4 separate regions of the Sus scrofa genome follow, and all the other regions are linked to region 4. A link is a contact called in public HiChIP or PLAC-seq data. All regions are on one chromosome and are shown on one strand. Each heading gives the region's core, a stretch centred on a gene start, on an enhancer-like site or on the middle of the called end of the contact. The rest is flanking DNA. Distances are from core to core; before and after follow the strand shown.

Evidence for each region. HiChIP or PLAC-seq counts read pairs in DNA pulled down with a chosen protein or histone mark.
Region 1: a contact with region 4 is called in an H3K27ac HiChIP or PLAC-seq map of alveolar macrophages. The contact joins two enhancer-like sites. A contact is called at or near these places in 1 of 47 Hi-C or Micro-C datasets (liver) and 1 of 2 datasets of contacts at active chromatin or transcription factors (alveolar macrophages).
Region 2: a contact with region 4 is called in an H3K27ac HiChIP or PLAC-seq map of alveolar macrophages. The contact joins two enhancer-like sites. A contact is called at or near these places in 2 of 2 datasets of contacts at active chromatin or transcription factors (alveolar macrophages and skeletal muscle).
Region 3: an H3K27ac HiChIP or PLAC-seq map of alveolar macrophages shows a contact between it and region 4. The contact joins two enhancer-like sites. A contact is called at or near these places in 1 of 47 Hi-C or Micro-C datasets (embryonic fibroblasts) and 1 of 2 datasets of contacts at active chromatin or transcription factors (alveolar macrophages).

Annotation. Positions count from the first base shown.
Region 1 is chr9:130,650,557-130,653,893 of Sscrofa11.1, forward strand. All of the region lies in intron 6 of NSL1 (kinetochore-associated protein NSL1 homolog), which reads left to right. Among named protein-coding and RNA genes, the nearest start is that of TATDN3, 30 kb to the left of the region's middle. Within about 2 kb of position 1,680, at least 11 of the 83 cell types and tissues checked have an H3K27ac peak or open chromatin away from gene starts, as enhancers often do. A contact at or near this core is called in alveolar macrophages, where this site is marked.
Region 2 is chr9:131,241,871-131,245,246 of Sscrofa11.1, forward strand. DTL (denticleless protein homolog) reads right to left here. Exons shown (of 16, transcript XM_013979970.2): 12 at 738-827. Among named protein-coding and RNA genes, the nearest start is that of DTL, 32 kb to the right of the region's middle. Within about 2 kb of position 1,716, at least 4 of the 83 cell types and tissues checked have an H3K27ac peak or open chromatin away from gene starts, as enhancers often do. A contact at or near this core is called in alveolar macrophages, where this site is marked.
Region 3 is chr9:130,526,168-130,529,778 of Sscrofa11.1, forward strand. No RefSeq gene overlaps it. Among named protein-coding and RNA genes, the nearest start is that of VASH2, 17 kb to the left of the region's middle. Within about 2 kb of position 1,729, at least 13 of the 83 cell types and tissues checked have an H3K27ac peak or open chromatin away from gene starts, as enhancers often do. A contact at or near this core is called in alveolar macrophages, where this site is marked.
Region 4 is chr9:130,913,836-130,917,382 of Sscrofa11.1, forward strand. It overlaps LOC102164427 (a long non-coding RNA gene), which reads left to right. Exons shown (of 3, transcript XR_002336041.1): 3 at 1,870-3,547. Among named protein-coding and RNA genes, the nearest start is that of NENF, 44 kb to the right of the region's middle. Within about 2 kb of position 2,201, at least 40 of the 83 cell types and tissues checked have an H3K27ac peak or open chromatin away from gene starts, as enhancers often do. A contact at or near this core is called in alveolar macrophages, where this site is marked.

The sequences.
Region 1 (3,337 bases), core at 430-2,929, 260 kb before region 4:
CCAAGACCAGCTTGACTAGAAATCTAGGATGCTCTTAAATACATAGATCAACTTTAATTCCTCTGCTTAAAATCTTAAAATCTTCTAATGAAGAAATATGTGTAATAAGCTTCAAACCTTTCAGCAGTCCCTTACATGACCTGGCACTTTCCTTTGTGTTGTAGACCTAGGTCCCGTCTTGGAGTTCTCTCAGAGTGCCTCGCTTTCACACGGGGTTTTCCCCAGTGCTGCTAAGATTGGCATCTTCTCAACCTCTCCTTTCTCATTTAAGTACTACCTCCAGCACCTGAACACGTCGCCCTTGCATTGAGATTAGAGATCTTCCCTAATCACACTAATTAAAATAGCCTCTCCCAGTTCTCTATCATGACACTTGTTTGTTTCTTTAATAGCATTTGTTATATGTATTTTTTTTTTTTTTGGTCTTTTTGCCATTTCTTGGGCCACACCCACAGCATATGGAGGTTCCCAGGCTAGGGGTCGAATTGGAGCTGTAGCCGCCTGCCTTACACCAGAGCCACAGCAACACGGGATCTGAGCCATGTCTGAGACCTACACCACAGCTCACGGCAACGCTGGATCCTTACCCCACTGAGCAAGGCCAGGGATCAAACCCACCACCTCATGGTTCCTAGTCGGATTCATTAACCACTGAGCCACGACAGGAACTCTAGCATTTGTTATATGTATTCGTGTATTTCTTTATGTTTTCTCACAAAACTGAAAGCTTCGTGAGCTCTTTGTGTTTGCATTATATGTAGCCAGTATATAACGCCGTGCTCCATACTTACTGCATGACTATTATTCATGCATGTAATCAAGATATTTATTGAATGTCTACTATATGCCAGAACTCTTCTTAGTGCAGAGGATGTAATGGTGAGCAACCCAGGCAGCGTCCTTGCGCTGCAGAGCTTACATTCTGGTGGCAGAAGAAAAGCATCAGCAAATGGAAAAAGGAATAACGTCAGTGCTAGGGTGATGGGTTCAGTGCTGGAAAACACTTTTCTGAGGAAGTAACACGAAGGAATTATCTTGTGACAAGAGGAAGAGCTTTTCAGTTGGAGAGAAGAGCGATAGAATAAGGTTCCTAAGTTAAGAATGAGCTTGAGTGTTTATAGAACAGAAGACCACTGGGGCTACAGTGGCTATAGTGGAAGGAATAGAGGGAAAGAATGTTACAGGATAAGGTTAGAGACTTGGCTGAGGCAAGATTACACAAGTTAGGAGTTTGGAAATAACATGATACCTTAAGAGAGATGCAGCTCTCCAATACAGAAGAAGCTGGTGAAGTGCAGGTAGGAGTGAATACAGAGGACTATACACCTGCCACGCAGCAGGTGTGTTAAACAGATCTGATTAAGTTGTAGCAAAGGAATCTCTTCCAGAAAGTCATAAATCACTGCTGCATTTTTGGTTTCATTTTCATGAGGGATGCTACTTTTCAATTCGTGGTTCTTATTCATGCTTTTAGTTACCCCTTTAAAACTAGTACAAGCCAGACATCCTAGGTTATGCATGTTTGCTCATCATGCTCATAAAATACAATGGAAATATCAAGGAAGCACTCAGTTAATTCATTTTTGCTGAATTTCTGAATTTGTGCAGGCTTTTGGAATTTCATGTTTCCTAGTTTAGTCGGTTCAGTGACCTGAAAACAAAACAAGGTTGATTACTCAATCTTTCATTTCCACTTTTTCATTTCCCTATGTTTTAGAAAGCAAGTGACAAGGGAAGGCAGTGTAGTCAAAAGCGCCTCACTTCCACATTTTTAAGAGCAAACTTTTGAAAAATATCTTTGCAGCAATCTTCTAATTAACTACCATGCGGATGTGTTTTCATTTGTCAGTTATAACCTTTTGTGGTCCTGTTAGTAAAACTAACCATTGCTTCTATATCATCCTCTTTTTAAAAAAGTTCTTTGTAGTTAACCTAAGAGACTCCCTTTTTATTATTTCCTGTCCTTCACTGAACATGTAGTGATGACAAGGAGCTATTTTAAGTTTCTCTACAGTAGACTTTATAGTTCCAATTCTTTTGCTGACCCTACAAGCAGAGGACTTAGAGACAGTTCCTCTTCCTTCTAATAGTGACTACTTGCTTAAGCCACTGCCAGAATATTTACAGGTAGTTACACACTTACAAGTGGTTTTGTTTCAAAAATTCACATTTGATCTGAGTTTTGGAATTTGGAATGTATTTCCCCCTGGAAAAAAAAATTACAAGTGGTATTATAAACAGACACGTTTCTAGGTTACTCTTTTTTTTTTTTTTTTTTTTAATTTTTTGGTCTTTTGTCTTTTGTTGTTGTTGTTGCTATTTCTTGGGCCGCTCCTGCGGCATATGGAGGTTCCCAGGCTAGGGGTCCAATTGGAGCTGTAGCCACCGGTCTACACCAGAGCCACAGCAACTCGGGATCCGAGCCGCGTCTGCAACCTACACCACAGCTCACGGCAACGCCGGATCCTTAACCCACTGAGCAAGGGCAGGGACCGAACCCGCAACCTCATGGTTCCTAGTCGGATTCGTTAACCACTGTGCCACGACGGGAACTCCCTAGGTTACTCTTTAATGTAGCTGAAATACTACAATTTTTGATGAAAAATATTGTGAAAATCACATCTCAGAAGCACAGTAGTTCCACTACATGATGTTTAAATAGGATTTGCGGGGGAGTGAATTTGGATTTTTAAACACTTTTGTTTATGATAAGAGGTAGGTGGGGCCATAAAGATGTTCCCATCCAGGCTTTGGAGGGAGCCATGGGGAATGCTTCTGGAGGAAGCTGTCCCCATGTCCTGTATGGCAGGGACCAGCCATCTGCACGTGAGACAGTCTTAAGTCAAATGTTTGTCAGGAGTATCTATATGCTCTTATTAGTTACAAAATGCGAAAATTCATTTAAAGTCATCTTAAGTGAGGGATTAAAAAGTTTATATAGTTTGAAATTTCCTAAGCAGATGTTAATGTTGGTGAATACTTTTTTGATGCATTTATAAACAACATATTTACATATTTAATGATTATTTTTAAATGTGTGTTTGATATTTTTCCCCCTTTGTGGTTTTTTGAAAGTCTTTTTATGTTTGGTTTTATTCCTAAAATTATTGATTCTCTTTAGTTTTCAAAGAACAGAATTTAATTCACTTAACTGAAAAACGAAAAAGGTAATGTAATGTTTTTGTTTCTTTGGAAACAAAAGAACATCCATGGCCAATGGATGTTCCTGGAATAGGGATTGAACCCCTGACACAGCAGCAACATGAGCTGCTACAGTAACAATGCCAGATCCTTAACCCTCTGTGCCACAAGGGAATTCTGGTACTGTAATGTTAAT
Region 2 (3,376 bases), core at 466-2,965, 330 kb after region 4:
TGTGGCTATAGAGTAGGCCAGAAGCTACAGCTCTGATTCGACCCCCAGCCTGAGACCCTCCATATTGCCACGGGTGCTGCCCTAAAAAAAAAAAAAAGCAAACAAAAAACAAAAAACAAAAAAAACCCAAAGAAAACCCCCAAACAAACCAAACAGATGGGAACAAAAGGCAACAAAGTTTCAAAATGTAATTGGTGAAAAGGAGATCTCCACAGAACAGACATTTCTTGTTAAACCCAGAAAACCCAAAGAGCAAAGGCAGTAGGTTTTGGGTAAGTGAGTGGAGCTTGGGCTACTCTTACAACCTAACGTATTAAGATTTCACAGTAAGCATTTTTCAGGCATGTGAAAACCCAAACTGAACTATGACGACCAGTCAAGATGTTGCCTTTGATACACCACACTGATAATATGTAGACGTTCAAGACTAGTTTTCATCTTAGATTTTCTTTTTACCTTCAATTTTAAGATAAATTTTTAATAACATTAGAAACTTAATTCTATGTTTAGGGACAAAATGACTAGGGAGAAAAGAAATGCATCCTTACTCCTTAGTGTGTAATACATTATCTGTATCGGCAGAAAAAAATAGAATATGTGTGATTAATGATGATGCAGATCCTAGACAGCCTCAAGATCTTTTAAATGTGTACTTAAAGATAAAAGTCTGTATTAACTCTCAACCTCCAAATCTGTGATCTACTTTTTAAACCAACTACAGAGATTCATTTACAAACCTTTGTGAAGTCTGATGGACACCAGCACACAGATGTGACCTCTTGCGAATGACCCAGGAGCACAGTAGGAGGATGCCAGGGTGTGGAGACCTATCACGCCATCAAAAAAGAAACAAACGAGTCAGCAGACCAGTGTTAGGTCTCCCAGACAGAGGTGTGAATCTTTCCACGTCTCTGCCTTAGCTTTGGTGAGGACTGTTACCAAAGGCCCCCCGACATGTCTAGTTACAGCTCAGAAAGAGACCCAATAGACACATTTGTCATTAATCTGAAAATAGAATGAAAATAGCCAAAGTAAGTAAACAATATGAGCTTCGATACAAGGACAGGACTTATTTCAAGTCAGGACTACTTAGCTACACATATTTTGACTAAAATTGAAGATTGAAAGGGCGAGGTCAGCTACAAGGGAGTGCACTTCAAGTGGAACCTAGACTGGTTAATCCTGAAGACGGATCTCCTGGGACAGGAGGACAGTCTTCTTCCAAGAGAAGACTCACTGACTTTGAGGAAAGCCCAAAGTTTCATATAAGCTATATTTTACAAGACACTCTGGTATCCTTTTGGAGAAAAAAATTTCCTCTAAAATCTTAGTTCATTTGCTTAAAAAAATCTTGAATTTTCAAGTACTGCCACATTTAATACCTTTTTAATGTGTAAAGAAGGGTCGCATTTGTGCAGTACTACACGTGACTACGAATCATATTTTCCCCCTCATTGAAACGTCAGTGATATGCATTTGACAGCAGATTCATTCAGAGTTGTCAATCCTTGTCAAGAGGCCACAGGCATTAATCAGCACAACATGGAGTACAAACTCACATAACTATTATTAGCACAAGTGTTTGAAAAGAGAAATTATTCTTTTCATTTTTCTGAAGCTCTGAATCATTGCTCATTTGTGTGAAGAAAGTGGGGGCACTCTGGAAGGAATATTTGTGAGAATGACTAAGTAAGCTTCATGGATGCCTCACACTGTAGCTGTGGGATCGACACACTGATTCATAAGGTTACTACTCCTCTCTGGGGTTAAGTGGCACATATGTAATGACTCAATAAGCCAAAGAAGACGAAGAGCAGAATCTCATTTGCCTTGCTGGGTTAATTAAAGTTTCACAGAAAAGGAGACTTTTCCCCGAGATCTAAGATGCTCTCACTTGCTGCCTGCTCCTACAATGCCACGGAGAACAAGGGCTCATTCTCTCACAAGGCAGCGTATTTTAGAAAAGATTCTCAAGATAGTGTCTATTTCAGCAGTCACAGACATTCTCAATGGTCCAGCCCGTGGTTTCTTTATCCAAGGCCCAAGGAGGACTGGTAGCAACAAGTTAAAAGGAAGAGGAAACCCTCAGGTCCCCCTGACCCTCCTGGGTAAGAATATATTATTTTACTCCATTGGATTATTTGCTTGTTGCCTGTAGCTTTCCATTTCATGATATCACTGCCCTTCCTCAGTTTCCTAGGCATTACAATACCTAGAAGAAGCTGAATATCTATACCAGAGATGAAAATAAATGCCAAGAATAGAACCACCGATAGAATGTATTTCTGCATTTACCTACAGGATTTAAGAGAAAAAAACAAAGGATAGACCTGTTGGAACAACTCTGTACCATTTGATAGGCCAGGCATAATAACAGTAATAAAAAAAGCCAGCGTCTACTGAATGATTATCATAAGCCAGGCACTTTACATCGTATTAAAAGTGAAGGGAGGGTTCCTCAAAAAATTAAGCATGGAAATAATTACCATGTGAGCCCACAATTCTACTCTTAGGTATATACTCCCAGGAGAATTGAAAATGTATGTTCAGGAATTCCCGTCGTGGCGCAGTAGTTAACGAATCCGACTAGGAACCATGAGGTTGCGGGTTCGGTCCCTGCCCTTGCTCAGTGGGTTAACGATCCGGCGTTGCCGTGAGCTGTGGTGTAGGTTGCAGACGCGGCTCGGATCCCGCGTTGCTGTGGCTCTGGCGTAGGCTGGGGGCTACAGCTCCGATTCAACCCTGGCCTGGGAACCTCCATATGCTGCGGGAGCGGCCCAAGAAATAGCAACAACAACAACAACAAAAAGACAAAAGACAAAAAGACAAAAAAAAAAAAAAAAAAAAAAGAAAATGTATGTTCAAACAAAAACTCGTACATGAATGTTCACAGCAGCTTTATTCATAGAGCCAAAAAGTGGGATAATTTAAATATCCATCAACTGATGAATAAATAAAACCAGGCCTACACATACAATGGAATAGTCAGCTGTAAAAAGTAATCAAGGACTGATCCATGCAACAACATGGATAAACCTTGAAAACGCTAAGTGAAAGCAAAGCCAGACATAAAAGATCGTGTATGGTATGACTCCACTTATAGGAAATGTGCAGAATAGGCAAATCCGTAGAGAAAGAACCTAAGTTCGTGGTTGCCAGAAGCTGGAGGAAGAGGGGAATGGAGAGTGAGTCTTGAAGGGTATGGGCTTGCTTTCTGGAGTGATGGAAATGTTTGGAAATGAGGTAGTGGGGATAGCTGCACAATACTGTGATAATACTAAAAAAAAAAAAATCACTGAATTGTACACTTTAAAATGACTACAATTGTCAATTTTACATTGTACAAATTCTACCTCAATTAAAAAAAAACAGTGGA
Region 3 (3,611 bases), core at 479-2,978, 390 kb before region 4:
AGATCTGAAATCACTAAGCTAAAGAGGGCAGTGGAGGAAGGAAGGGATGGGGAGTTTGGAAATTGTTGACTCACGCAGAGTTCCCCAACTTACATACTATTTCCTCCAACTCCCGAGGTCACCAGGGAGCTGTCCCCGTCGTGGTAATGCGGGCTTCCTTCACTGCCTTCTCCCCCTTCCACCGTGGGGTCATCTATCTGCATTTAGTGCGCAGCAGCAGGGTCAGAAAAGTTCTCTTCCTCGATCCATACTCCCAAGGATACACCGTGTCTTCCCCACTCAGCTTAAGCTCCCCCCTTAAGCTGGGCCTTGAGTCTGGGGAGCACTTCGTGTAGCTGAGGGTGTGGGGGCTACAGACAGACAGGCAGCCTGGATGCAGACCGTGCCTCTTACTAGAGGTTATCACCGTGCGACCTTGGCCGCCATCCTTAACAGCAGCCACCTGCCCACGTCCGATCTGCATCGGCCACTTGGGGATCATCGCGGTGCTACGGTTCACACTGCCTCGAGGAGTAAACGCACCCGTGAAGGGAAAGCGGCGTCCGGCCCACGAGGACATCGGTAGGTGGCGACTTACAGTCCCAGCGCAGGAGATGTGAAACGAGCTTGTTGGGATCAAACTATCGGCGAGACGGCCAGGTTGTGTGTTGTGGTGGCATCTGCTGTCTTTCTCACTTCCTGGGGCTGACATGCTGGTTTCTGGAAATGCTACACCCTATCACGGGGAGAGCCTGAAATCTCAGTGGCTTGATTCAGGGGGAGCTCATCCTTCTCTCATAAAGTCTAGTAGGCCTGGATCGGGGTGGGGGGTGGGGGGCTTCTGCTCCAAGCAGTCATTTAGGGTAGCAGAGGTTCGGTCGTCCTCCAGGTGTGGCACTGGAAGGCAGCCCGGGGGAGAGACAGAGACAGAGAGAGGCTTCCTAGGGAGCCTTTGGGGGCCAGGGTAGGAGGGCATCATTTCCACCTGCATTCCACTGGCCAGAGCGCAGTCACACGCCGCAGGCAGCCGGGGAAGGGTCTGCGAAGAAGGGCACGAGGGGGCCTCCGCGGATACCTGGCATCTCAGGCCCGACCGTGGGTGGTGGTTATCCTGTCTGGGGCGGCACCGGAGCCACTGCGCATGTGCGGAGCTCCCTCCCACGGTCTCCTTCCGCCGACCTTCTCCTGTTACTTTCCTCCAATGTCTGCTCTCTCTCCAGTGGCACCTACCCTCTGTTGAGCTCCTGCGGTTGCAGAAAGGTTAACTGGTCACGGAGGGTTTCAATGGAAATATGCTCTAGGGGCAGTGACAAAAAATACTGGGGGCCAGTGGGGGTTTGGGGGTGTGTGGGGGAGAACGTGAGCAATGCCAGCACAAGGCCTTCCAAGAAGGAGAGCCGTGGTCACCTCCATTTTCTATGAGATCAGAGAGTTGGATCCCAGGCCGCTGGCCTCCTAGGAGCGTGCGAGGGGTTCTTAGCCCCTGACGCTGTCCCCTGACCCACAACTGCCATATCACCTGGGAACTCGATAGACATACAAAGTCTCGGCCTCAACTCTGACCTGCTGCATCAGAAAATGGGCTCAAAAAGATGAGTAACCTGCTAAAGTCACAAAGCTGGTAACAGGCAGGACAAAAGCGTTTGAACAGGCTCTTGGGGGATTCTGGCCCACATCTGAGCATCCCTGCAGCAGCGGCGGAGCCCCAGACGGAGGGTGCAGCCGGGACAGTGCTTCACACTGCCACCCGGTGGCCACAGTGCGAACAACAGCCCAGCCTCCCGCTCGGGACAAAACGGGGAGGCAGCCCGGCTCATTGATTCACAGATTAGGAAGCAGGTGCTGGAAAGCGCTGGGGAATCTGCACCCCGCGGGGCGTTCGCCCAAGTCCGCCTCCCTGGCAGTTTTAAGACTAAGAGTTTTAGCTGAGAGCCAAACCCAAAGTCTGTTTAGAAGGGCAAGCCCACCTGTGTGTAGAGTTCATGGGGACTGGGCACAGCAGGCCCCTGGCAGGAGGCCTCTATGTGCCAACCCGTGCCCTATCAGGGGTCAGGCTCCGAAAGCTGCCTTCATGTTCAGGGGGTCCCGGGAGAAGCAGAGCCCCTCTTCCCTGGGAGAGCACGCAACTGCTGTCCGATTCTGAAGACAGCGATGCCAAGACCTGGGGGCTCAACTGGCTGGGCCCTCCCTGGACTTCTGTAAGGAGCTTGGGGGAGGGATGCCTCTCAGGGCACAGCCCCCTCCAGCCTGTGTGACCAGCACTGCAGCACCCAGGTGAGCTCAGCCAGGAGGCTGAGACAAAGGCCCCTTGCTGTTTCCCTTGCCCTCTGACCTCAGCCGCAGCGGGGCAGGAGGCCCAGGGCCTGGCTCTGATTTTGCATTTTTATGGAAGGAGCTGGCAGTTGTGGCATTCCCAGGGCTTGCGGAGTAGGCTGTGCGTTTGGTCCTGACATTGGCTTGTCCTGACTGCGCTGGAGACCCAGACTCTGAGGGAGGGGGAAGGACATGGGAACAGCATTTGTAGGGCATCCGCACTGCCTGGAGAACCTGCAATCTCTGTCTCATGTAACCCACTCACACCGAATTCCCAACAAGACTCAGCTCAGAGAGGTTAGTAACCTGCCTGAAGTCACACAGCTAGTAAGGCCCAAGCTAGTAAGAGAGGAAGAACTAACACCAAAGCCTTTATAGGCTCTGCCCACCTCTCTCTGCTGCCCGCTTCCCCACCACAGAGCCCCTTTTGGTGGCTATCACGCCAGGGAGTTCTCACCCCCAGAGAGCCTCCTTGTTTAGCTTTGGCTCCCAGGGCCCTCTTTGGTGGCTCAACTACAGCTCTGACGGAGGAGCATGCTCCAGCCAACTCAGGAATCAGGGACACTGGCTTAGGTCCCCAGGTCAGGGAGGGAGAGCGTGCCCATCCTGGGGCAGAGCTAACATCCAGAGGGTGGCTGTCTTTATCCTCAGGGCTCCAGGCCAGGGGTTCAGAGCAGAAGCTGAGGTGGGAAGCACGGAGGAACGGGAAAAGCAGAAGCTCAGTTCTCCTGGGGAGGGACAGATGGGACCCCTGGTGCAGCACGCAGCAGCCCAGCCACCACGACCCCCAGGTGTAGGTGCCCACCTGAGCTGAGCCTGGCCTGGTGATGTGATGCCCAGATGCCCCACTGTTCTCCTGTGTCCATCGGATGGGCCGTGATGGACCCTAACCCTCCCACTACCAGTCACTCTAAACCAAGGTAGCTTTTTTTAATCATGCCCACAGCATGTGGAAGTACCTGCGCCAGGGAGTGAGCCCATGCTACAGCAGTGACAATGCCAGATCCTTAACCCACTGAGCCACCAGGGAACTCTAAGGTAGCTTTTGAAGATACATTTTCTGCTGCAGGATTGAAACAACATAACGGTTACTAAAATAAACACAAGAAAGGCATAAATTTTATATATATATATATATATATTTTGGCTGCAGCGTGCAGCAGCTTGATGTAAGATCTCAGTTCCCAGACCAGGGATTGAACCCGGGCTACAGTGGTAAAAGCACCAAGTCCTAACCACTAGACCACCAGGGTACTCCCATACTTTATTCAACACAAAGCTGTCGTCAAAGAGCCTAACGTGGAGTTCCCGTCGTGGCT
Region 4 (3,547 bases), core at 951-3,450:
TGGGCTGATGGAAAATGATGGAAGGAGGGAGTGTGGGAGGGAGCCGAGGAAGCTTCCAGCAATTGCTGGCCACCAGCAGGCATGAGAGGCTGAGTTTTCCTGTGGGGTGGCTGACTTGAGGGCTGAGGGTGCCATCCTCCTTCTGGGTCCTGCCCCTGCTGTGGCAGAAGGGCCTCCAATGATCAGGTCACCGCTGCCCTGTATGCCCGAGGTGGCCAGCCTGTCACAGGCCCCCAGAGCCACTGCAGGGCTGTGCACAGGAATGGCAGGGTTCAGCACTTCAACAAACATTTTGAGGGTAGGTACTAAGTGCAGAACACCACAGGGAAAGAGGGTGGAGTGAGGCGGGCGCTCTGCCCTGTTGGCGGAGAGAGGAGCTGGGGACTCGGGATCTGTGCAGCATTCGTGGGGCCCCGGCTCGAGCTGGACGTCAGGACACAAAGGGATAGACAGGCCTGGCACCACAGGTCTGCAGGCCTGTGGAGGTGGCTGGAAACAGGAACTCCTGGTCCGGGTGGAAAATGCTTGAATTCTGTGGGTGCGCAGAGGGAGTGGTGACCTCTGCCCTGGATCTGGGGTGCAATGGGGCTGGGGAGATATCTGGGCTGGGCTCGGGGCCTTGGGGAGGGTGGGGGTTCCCAGGTGGAGGAAGAGGGGGTTTCAGGCCGAGGCGTCAGCATGACAAAGGGGGCGATGCTAGAAAAGAGCAAGAGGCACAGGGACCTGCAGGTGAGAGAGGGACAGACAGAGAGAGGCAGAGACAGACAGACAGAAAGGGGAGGGAGGAGACAGAAAGAGAGCGAGTGGGAGGTGGGGCTGGGCCAGGAGGCCTTCATCTGCCTCCCAGGAGACCTGGACGTGGTCAACGAGGAGATCAAGGGTCTCTGAGCAGGAGCGCTGCGAAGAGCCATGTGTTAGAAAGGAATTCTGACCCCGGTGGAGGGGGGGGGGGGACAGAGCCAGCGGGCAGGGACACGGGAGGAGGCTGGGGCTCTCCCCACGGAGAGAGGAAATAGAAGCCAAAGAGTCTGTGGGGCAGGGCGGTCCTGTCTCGGGCAGTCTGGGTCTGAGTTGCTTGGGGCGATGCCCAATAAGAAGCTGAAAATGCTGGCACGTGGGGCAGAGGTCAAGGGCTTTAGGGGCACCGCCTCCAAGCCTGGGTGGGACGAAGAGAACATCTAGGAGGTGGCTTCAGCGGTCACGTGCAAGGAAGGCCCGGGGCGGCCGTGGGGGAGGACAGGGAGGTCCCCACGAGAGACCCGCGTGGAAGGAGGGTCATACGTGTGCACATGGAGAGGCCATTAAACCTAGGAAGCGTCAGTGTTTGAGGAAAAGGAGTCCTGTGGGCAGGGCGTGGAGCCTGTTTAGTCTTGGGGGGGACACCGCTGTGGGAGCCACATGCCGCCTGCAGAGGTGTTGATGAGCGTGGAGGAGGGAGGAGGAGGACGGGGACCGCGACGTGGTTGGCGAGGAAGGCAGGGAGGGCTGAGCCTCCGAGCGCCTGCAGTCCCCTGCGCCCAGCTGTCACCCAACAAGAGAGCCTGGCGCCACCCTCGGCGGTCCTGTTGGGGCTGGAGGGCTCCAGTTCCCTTCCCAGAGCCCCATGCCCGCCCAGAAGCCACTCTCCCAAGCACCTCTCTCACTGTTGCCTGGTGATTCCCAGTGTGGCCTGGGACCGGGCAGGACTGTCCAGGTGTGTGGCCTGCCCCAAGCAGACAGGAGCTCTCTGAGCATCAGGACCTGTGCCTCCCCTCTTCCTGTTGCCTTCAGTGTCCTGGACGAGGCCCACGCCTGCCAGGGGCAGACACCCCACATGACGCTCGGTCTCCCAGGCAGACAGGGTGCCTCAGTTCTCACTTCTCCCAGCAGGAATTTGGGCCCATCCCACGAGCACGCAGACTTGTGGCTGCCCCAGACTTCCTGGTCGGACAAGATCACTCAACACAGGTGGCAGGGTAACGCCCTCTTGGCTACTTACCTAATCTGCTCCAAACAGGTGAGACGCCCGGGATTTGGGGTGAAGGGGCAGGAAAGGTTGTTTTCACCCAGACCTGCTCAGCCCACCTGTCCCAGTGTTTCCACGTTATCAAATGTTTTCTAGTTCCCATGGCAACCGAATCACAGAGCCAGGATTTGTTATTGTTCCAGGGGAAAAAGGGAAGGGCCGCAGTGCAAGGGCTGACGTCCGAGCACCGTCCACCAGCCAGGCAGCTGAGTCACCACCACGGTCTGGTGCGTCCATGGAGTCACCTCCCTGTGGTCTGAGGCTCCCACTGGCCCTCCCTCTTTGGCAAGAGGCCGATCCCCAATCTGCGCCTGTCAGCAAGTGTGGGTGCCTGGGTCCAGGGGTGCTGAGTCCTGCCCTGGGCACTGTGGGGGGGCTAGCGGGGCAGAGAGGGAATTTCCTGCCGGAGCCAGGACCTGCCTTCAGGGAGCGGGAGCTCAAGGGGCTGGGGACACATTCCTTGTCCTTTCAGAGCCTGTGTGCACTCACGGATGGCTTCTAGGGTCCCCTAGCCATTGGCTTACAGTACGACCTCAGCCCAATCACCTGGGCTCTCTGAGCCTCGGTCTCTTTAGGTACATGGTGGGGAAACCGGCCCTTTCTCATCAGCTCGTCGGGAGAGAAATGAGATCGTGCCTATAATGCGCCCCACGGCAGCCCAGTTTCCACAAAGCGCTCCTAAGCCTGCACTTGTGGCCATTGCTGATTGGCCAGATACTGGGCCCATCTCAGGACCACCTGGAAGGTGAGGCAGGGGGAACTCCCCTGCTCCCTGAACACATGTGCCACCCACCCTTGGGCAGCCACCCCGCAAACCACCCCCACCCACCACCACCAGGACCAAAATAAGAAGCTTCAATCGTTCTGACCCAGTAGGGAACAGAATGAGAAGGTCAATGCGTCAGCCAGAGGGGGTGGGTCAGCAAGGGTTTGGGATCAGAGCAGGGCCCCTGAAGCGGGCGTCCCGGAGAGGTCCTGCTCTGGACGCCCAGATCCGCCCCCGCTGCTAAGGACGCCCTTGCTCTAAGGCCATGCTGGCCGGGCGCCTTCTGATGACAGCCTGGTTTTCCGGAGAGAATTCCCACCCGTGAGAGGGTGCCGGTGGGTGAACACGGCTCTGGTGCCCGCCGGACCGTCCTGGGGGGTGGCTGAATCCGGACTGCAGCGGTTGTGCCCGGTTGTTGTGTGAGTCACCCCGAAGCGCAGCAGCTCAGAGCATCTAACCAACACAGCTTTCTAGCTTACAAGGTGGAAACCCGGCCCCCGGGATGGGATGCCCGCAGAAAGGAACGACCCCCAGAAAGGAGTCCAGCCTTCCCCTAGGGGAGCCCCGTAGACACCCATTCTGCAGAGTCATCCAACAGACCCCCAGCACGTTCCACGCTGACCTCTGCCAGACGCCGTAGCCAGGCCAGCTGACCAGCGGCCTCCCTGGGGCTGGCCCCACGCGTGCTTTGCAGATGGAATTGAGAGCCACAAGTGAGTCATGGCATGAATTGAGGAGGTGGGACAAGCATTCCTGATAATTTGACAGAAGAGAGT